Linked DNA regions of Sus scrofa: region 2 is linked to region 1. Evidence: chromatin contacts called from public Hi-C data. All regions are on one chromosome and are shown on one strand. Each heading gives the region's core, a stretch centred on a gene start, on an enhancer-like site or on the middle of the called end of the contact. The rest is flanking DNA. Distances are from core to core; before and after follow the strand shown. Region 1 holds the start of SEC22A (vesicle-trafficking protein SEC22a). Region 2 holds the start of FAM162A (family with sequence similarity 162 member A).

Region 1 (2,799 bases), core at 51-2,550:
TATATATTCTTTTGATGAACATATGAGTACATTTCTGTTGCATATAGAGCTAGTGGTGGAATTGCTAGGTTGATCTACCCAATAATCACTGAAGTTATATAAGTAGTCCAGACATTTCTTCTGAACACCAGACACATATCCAAATCTGTCTGACATCTCCATTTATGAGCATCTCAAACTTCACATATCCAAAACTATTTGCTCCTCCTTCTATGTTCCCTGAATCAGTAAATGGCTTTTTAATTTATCTAGTTACTTATAGAGTCATCCTTAATGCTCTTCTTTTCTTTATCCTTCCCTGCAAACCAATCCATTATTAAATCTCTTGGGTTCCACCTCTAATTTATACATGTCTCAAAATTATCCAATTCTTTCTGTCTATACTGCCATCACCCTAGTTTAAGCTATGATCATCTCTGGCCTTGACTAATATAACTGCATTAGAAATGAACTTCTAGCAACCCCCTTTGCCCTCTTCCAAACTGTTCCCCATAAACAGTGTAAGTGAGCTTTTAAATATGTAAATCATATCCCACTTAACACTCTCTTGGCTGCCCATTGACCTTAGGATATGTTCCAAAATACAGTCTAAAATCTATAATGTGGCCAATAAGAGCCCGCATGGTTTGGCCTCTGCCTCAACTCGGCTCAGGTTTACACCCTACACCTCAAACATACTGACTTCCTTTCAGTTCCTGGAACACATCAAGGTCTTTCCTGCCGCAACAGCCTCAAACATAATGTTCCCCACCTGCAACACTCTTTAAGGCTCTTTCATATGCCCGGAAGCTTAAAAGGCACTTCTTCAAAGCGCTCTTCCCTGACAATCCTGATTAATCTATCACCGCTCCCACTAATTTTCCTTCGTAGAACTGATTACAATTTATAATTACGGAAAGATTTGTGCTTTAACATCTCTTGCTCCTATCACACTTTAGATTCCATCGTGTTAAGTTCACTTCTGGAACGCAATGCTTAATACCGCGCTCGGCACGTGGTACGCAGTGCTTGTTTAATAATGCATGACTGATGCAAAAGTTAGAAGGGGCCGCAGAAACAGTATCTGGCACTTCTTTGCCAAGGTTAGGTTCCTGCTCCTGTGTGGCGTTTTTATTCACTCACAGGGGGATTTCGCTGCTGTTCCTTCGGTGTTTGCTGTAGGGCCGCGTGAAAAACGAATTGCCTGCAGATACAGGTAGCAGGTGGGAGAGATCAGCCTTACTCGTGAGGGACAGCCTAATCTAAATTGAGTTTACGCTCCTTAGGCGCAGGAGCTTGAAAAGCTGCCAATCTGCCCTGGAGGGGGCGGGTCAGTGTGTCCTTGCCCCAGAACCTGATTGGCCTGGGCAAGCTCAAGGAACGAAGGCGGGGCTTGATCTCGCCGGGCGCCAGCCACGTTGCACGCGGGACTGCCCCGCGGAAAGGCCACTCCCCGGCCCCACAATGCAGTGCGGGTCGCGTCACTCGGAGCGGCGGGTCCCGGCTCGACAGGTACTGCCGTGCCCCTCCCAGTCCTTGTTTCTTCCTTCTCAGGGTCGCTCGAACCCCTGACGGCCCGCCGCCCCTTCGCTCTCCTCGTCGCCTGTCACAGCCCCGGCCCTCGCCCTCGGGAACACAGGCTTACTGACCCCCGGCGAGGACTAGGCTTGTGGAGTGTGGGCGGGAGCCAGGAGTCGTCCGAGCCGCAGAGCTTTGGAGGGTCGGGATCTCGGGACCTTCGTCCCCTGCAGCTTGAGGGATGCGTGGGCCCGCGTGGACGGCGGTTGCCCTTTGGCTGACCCGCGGGTGTATGGGGCAGCTTGGGCAGGGGGCCCGAGGAGGAGAGAAAGTCGCTATGGGCTGCCAGCTGTAGGGGGGCCGGGAGGTGGGCATTCAGAAACCCGGGGATCTTCCTGGGCTGTTTAGGTGACCCTGAGAGCTCGACATGACATTTCCTATTTCTTTTAGGCAAGGTGGAATTTGAACTCGTGGCTTACTTTCTTTACCTTTTGTGACATTGAATGAGCACTGAATCCAGAAATTTGGCCATGTTGGCTCATGGCAACTTTTAAGGCCCTGTTAATGGCACTTTGCGAAACGATGTGGCATAAAGGAGATCCGAGCAATTGCCTTGGCAGGTGGAAGAACCGAAATAGGAGGCTGAAACCCAGCCGGCGTTAATCTCTCTGCCAGTGAAAACAGCTTTGGCCTTTTCTCCTTCTTAGTTTCCTGGATCATCCACCTGGGGAAGTGGGAGAGCTTGAGAACCATTTCCTCCCATGCCTCTGCTGCAAAGGCAAAGCCCAGGGCTAAAGTGTCAGCCACCAGGCGGGAGATGTTGGGATCCCAGCTAACAGGTGGAACAGCCAATTTTTTGTTTTGTTTTGTTTTAAACTCTCTGAATCACATTTCAGGTTACTTGCATTTGCTTACTGCTAAGATATTAAAGAATGAGCCTATATTGAAAACAATATCTGCAGTTTCTGGGTTGTAGCTGAGTGTTTGAATCTGACATCTGTGACCATGCACTAACTTAAGGGACATCTGAGCATTTCCTGTGTTGAGAACCATGATGTTGGTTTATTGCTTTGTATGTGTTTGTGTGCATGAGTGAGTCTTTAAAAATCTAAGTATATTTTGTACTGATGTATGAACGGAGCCTAGGGGGTGACTGTGATCTTTCTGTCTATGTGTTGGAAGCCTGAATATGTTGAGAGGTAGGTAATCCCTCTAGGGTAGAGTTATGCATGAGTTTAAATATGTCACTTGCTAGTTTAGGGGTTGAATAAAATATTTTTCTACGTTTGAATATCCTCAGGT
Region 2 (2,700 bases), core at 51-2,550, 900 kb before region 1:
TTTACCGCCGAGGAACCACCTGGCGTTCCTGGGTGCAGTTAATCAAGGCTTGGGAGTCGCAGGGAGAACCATGACCCCAATGGAGCACCCTCACTCCCTAAGGCCAAGCTGTGCCCCCATGACCTCCAATGGCTCGAAAAAGGAGTTTTGAACTGCCCGATTCTGCCCCAACTGGTCCGCACTCCCTTCCAAGCTAGAGCAGGGAACAGGGGCCCAGAACAAAAGAAGGGGCACGCCTGCCACACGAAAAAAAACCCATCACCTGGAACTCGGCGAACTCCTCACAGTTCACACTGCCACTGGGCGCCGCCATATTGGACAAACACGAGGCCCCCGCCGCGAGCCAATCACCGCGGAGCAAAGGTGTCCGCGGCGCCGCCTGACCAAAAACAACTAGGGGACTCGAGACAGCCAAGCTCAAGCTTTGTCTTTTCCTATGCTCGCCACCCACACCGAAACTCGTAACGCTGCTATCCATCTTTTTATTCCTGTTCCTTTAAGATATCTTCTTGGAACCGGCCCAGATACATGGATCGAAGAAAGCCAGAACTTTAAGGGATCGTTTTTCTCCAATCCCTTTCTCTTACAAAAAGGGAAAACAGTTTCCGGGTCGCACCAACTAGGTTGTCCCAGGGGGAACTCTAAAGTCGAAGTGAGGTTTTTCTTAACCCTTCCATCCAGTCCCTAGAGCAAAGGAGCTTTTCAGAATTTGGGCCGACCAAGAAATGTAAAGAAAAGGTGTTTCTGGCAGTGTGGGGTAAAGGATGAATAAGGTAATAGGTATGGAAATAATGAAGTGTTTACTTCTACTTTAAAAAAATAGGCAAATAGAAAACAACATAGGAAGCATACATGTGAATTTCTCAGGTAGCAAGTCAGCAAGAGGTGAAAAACACTGGTCACTAGGAACCCAGTTATGTAGTTTTGATACAGGCGTATACGTATTCATTGAAAAATGAAAAAAAAAATGTATTGACTTACTGAATTACCGAGGCAGTGTGACTTTGGGATCTACAGTTCACAAAATTCCTACAATAAGCACATTACTTTGTTTCTATTTTAAACGAGTACTTTCTTAGATGCAACATTGCAAAACCCTTCAATAAACTCCAAAGGAATATTCTTAAGGACAAGTCCAGGATTAGGCGCCAAGCGGGGCGGAGCCCAGCGGGCCGGCAGAAGGTACAGTCTGACCTCCATGCACGATCTGCACGCTCTGCGCGTCACGCACGCCCCGCCCACAACCCCGCGCGCAAAGCACGACCCCTCATCCCGCAGGCCCCGCCCGCCGGTGCCTCTCGAGGCCTTACTTTCTCAGCGCTGGGTGACATTGAGCACAGAGCGCAGCCGCACCACCGCCGGCCTGGGCCTCTCTGCTGGTCCGCGGAGTGGGCGGCCATGGGGAGCCTCCGCAGCCTGCGCCTGGCGGCTGGTGAGACGCGGGCCCGGCTGGGGGTGGGCAATCGCTTTGCATGAAGGAATCTTTCAGCCTCCTCAGGCCTGTTAGGTGCTCTGTTTTATTAGGCATTCCCCTCAAGTAGTTTGGAATCCTACTCCCAGAGTAGCAATAGTGGGAGACAGCTGGGGCCTAGCGAGCCACTGGTAAGAAAGCACTGAGGGCTATCTCCGAGTGACCCTTCCACCTGGCTCTCCACCCACCCAGCTCCCACCTAGTTAAGGAGCCTATGCTCAGGGATCACTTTCCCCACCCCCATCCCCTCTGAGCTCACCTGTCATCTCTAGAACGTCCCCCCATTTCCTGATCCGTTCAGCTTCGTAACCTCCTGTCCCGTAGGTTACCTGAGTCTCCCGCCTGCTCCCACCCCCATCATCTCTAGAGTTAATCCCTACACTCAGAGAAAACTTGGAGTCTAGGGTTTCCTACCCATTCGTTATCTGAATAGGCAAGAGATTTAAGGTCTCATAGAGTAATTGCAATTGTTTTCTTAAAATGAGGTGTGTGTGCACATTTCTTTTATATAATTCTACAATAAAAGAGTTCCCGTTGTGGCTCAGTGGGTTAAGATCCGGACTAGTATCCATGAGGACGCAGGAGGGATCCCTGGCCTCCTTCAGTGGGTTAAGGATCCGGCGTTGACTCAAGCTTGCAGATTTAGCTCGGATCTGGTGTTGTGTTGGCGTAGGCCTGCAGTTGCAGCTCGGATTAGACCCCTTGCCAGGGGAACTTTCATATGCCTCAGGTGCAGCTCTAAAAAAAAAAAAAAGATTCATTTTCTCTTGAAGGAAAATGAATCTCTTGCAGTTTATGTAAATAGAGGGTCTGCGGTTTGTTTTCCTAGTAGACATTTGTGTAGTGACCATTTGGAGTTAGAGTTTAATTTACCTTCTTGCCTAGTAGGGGCTGAAAAATCAGAGTGTTTGCCTTTTGTCTCTTTTCTGGGCACCAGGGCAGATCATTCTATTGATCACCTTTATGAACTTTGATAAGGTGTAATGATTGATTCCTTAGTACCAAATTACTTAAACAGTTTTTTGTTTTGTTTTGTTTTGTTTTGCTTTTTTAAGGGCCACACCCTTTGCATATGGAGGGTCCCAGGCTATGGGTGGAATCGGAGCTTCACCTACTAGCCTACACCACAGCCATAGCAATGCAGGATCCGAGCCGCGTCTTCGACCTACCCCACAACTCATAGCAACGCCAGATCCTTAATCCACTGAGCGAGGCCAGGGATTTAACCC

The links. A called contact is a pair of places that touch in the nucleus more often than the background predicts.
Region 2: a contact with region 1 is called in a Hi-C map of liver, with 9 times the contacts expected there. The contact joins the promoter of FAM162A here to the promoter of SEC22A in region 1. A contact is called at or near these places in 1 of 5 promoter capture datasets (fetal liver) and 2 of 47 Hi-C or Micro-C datasets (heart right ventricle and liver).

What each region holds. Positions count from the first base shown.
Region 1 is chr13:137,249,199-137,251,997 of Sscrofa11.1, reverse strand. SEC22A (vesicle-trafficking protein SEC22a) reads left to right here and starts at 1,300. Exons shown (of 7, transcript XM_021070245.1): 1 at 1,300-1,491.
Region 2 is chr13:138,150,312-138,153,011 of Sscrofa11.1, reverse strand. It overlaps FAM162A (family with sequence similarity 162 member A), which reads left to right and starts at 1,300. Exons shown (of 5, transcript NM_001243573.1): 1 at 1,300-1,432. The coding sequence starts at 1,399. It overlaps CCDC58 (coiled-coil domain-containing protein 58), which reads right to left and starts at 586. Exons shown (of 5, transcript XM_003358793.4): 1 at 263-586. The coding sequence starts at 478.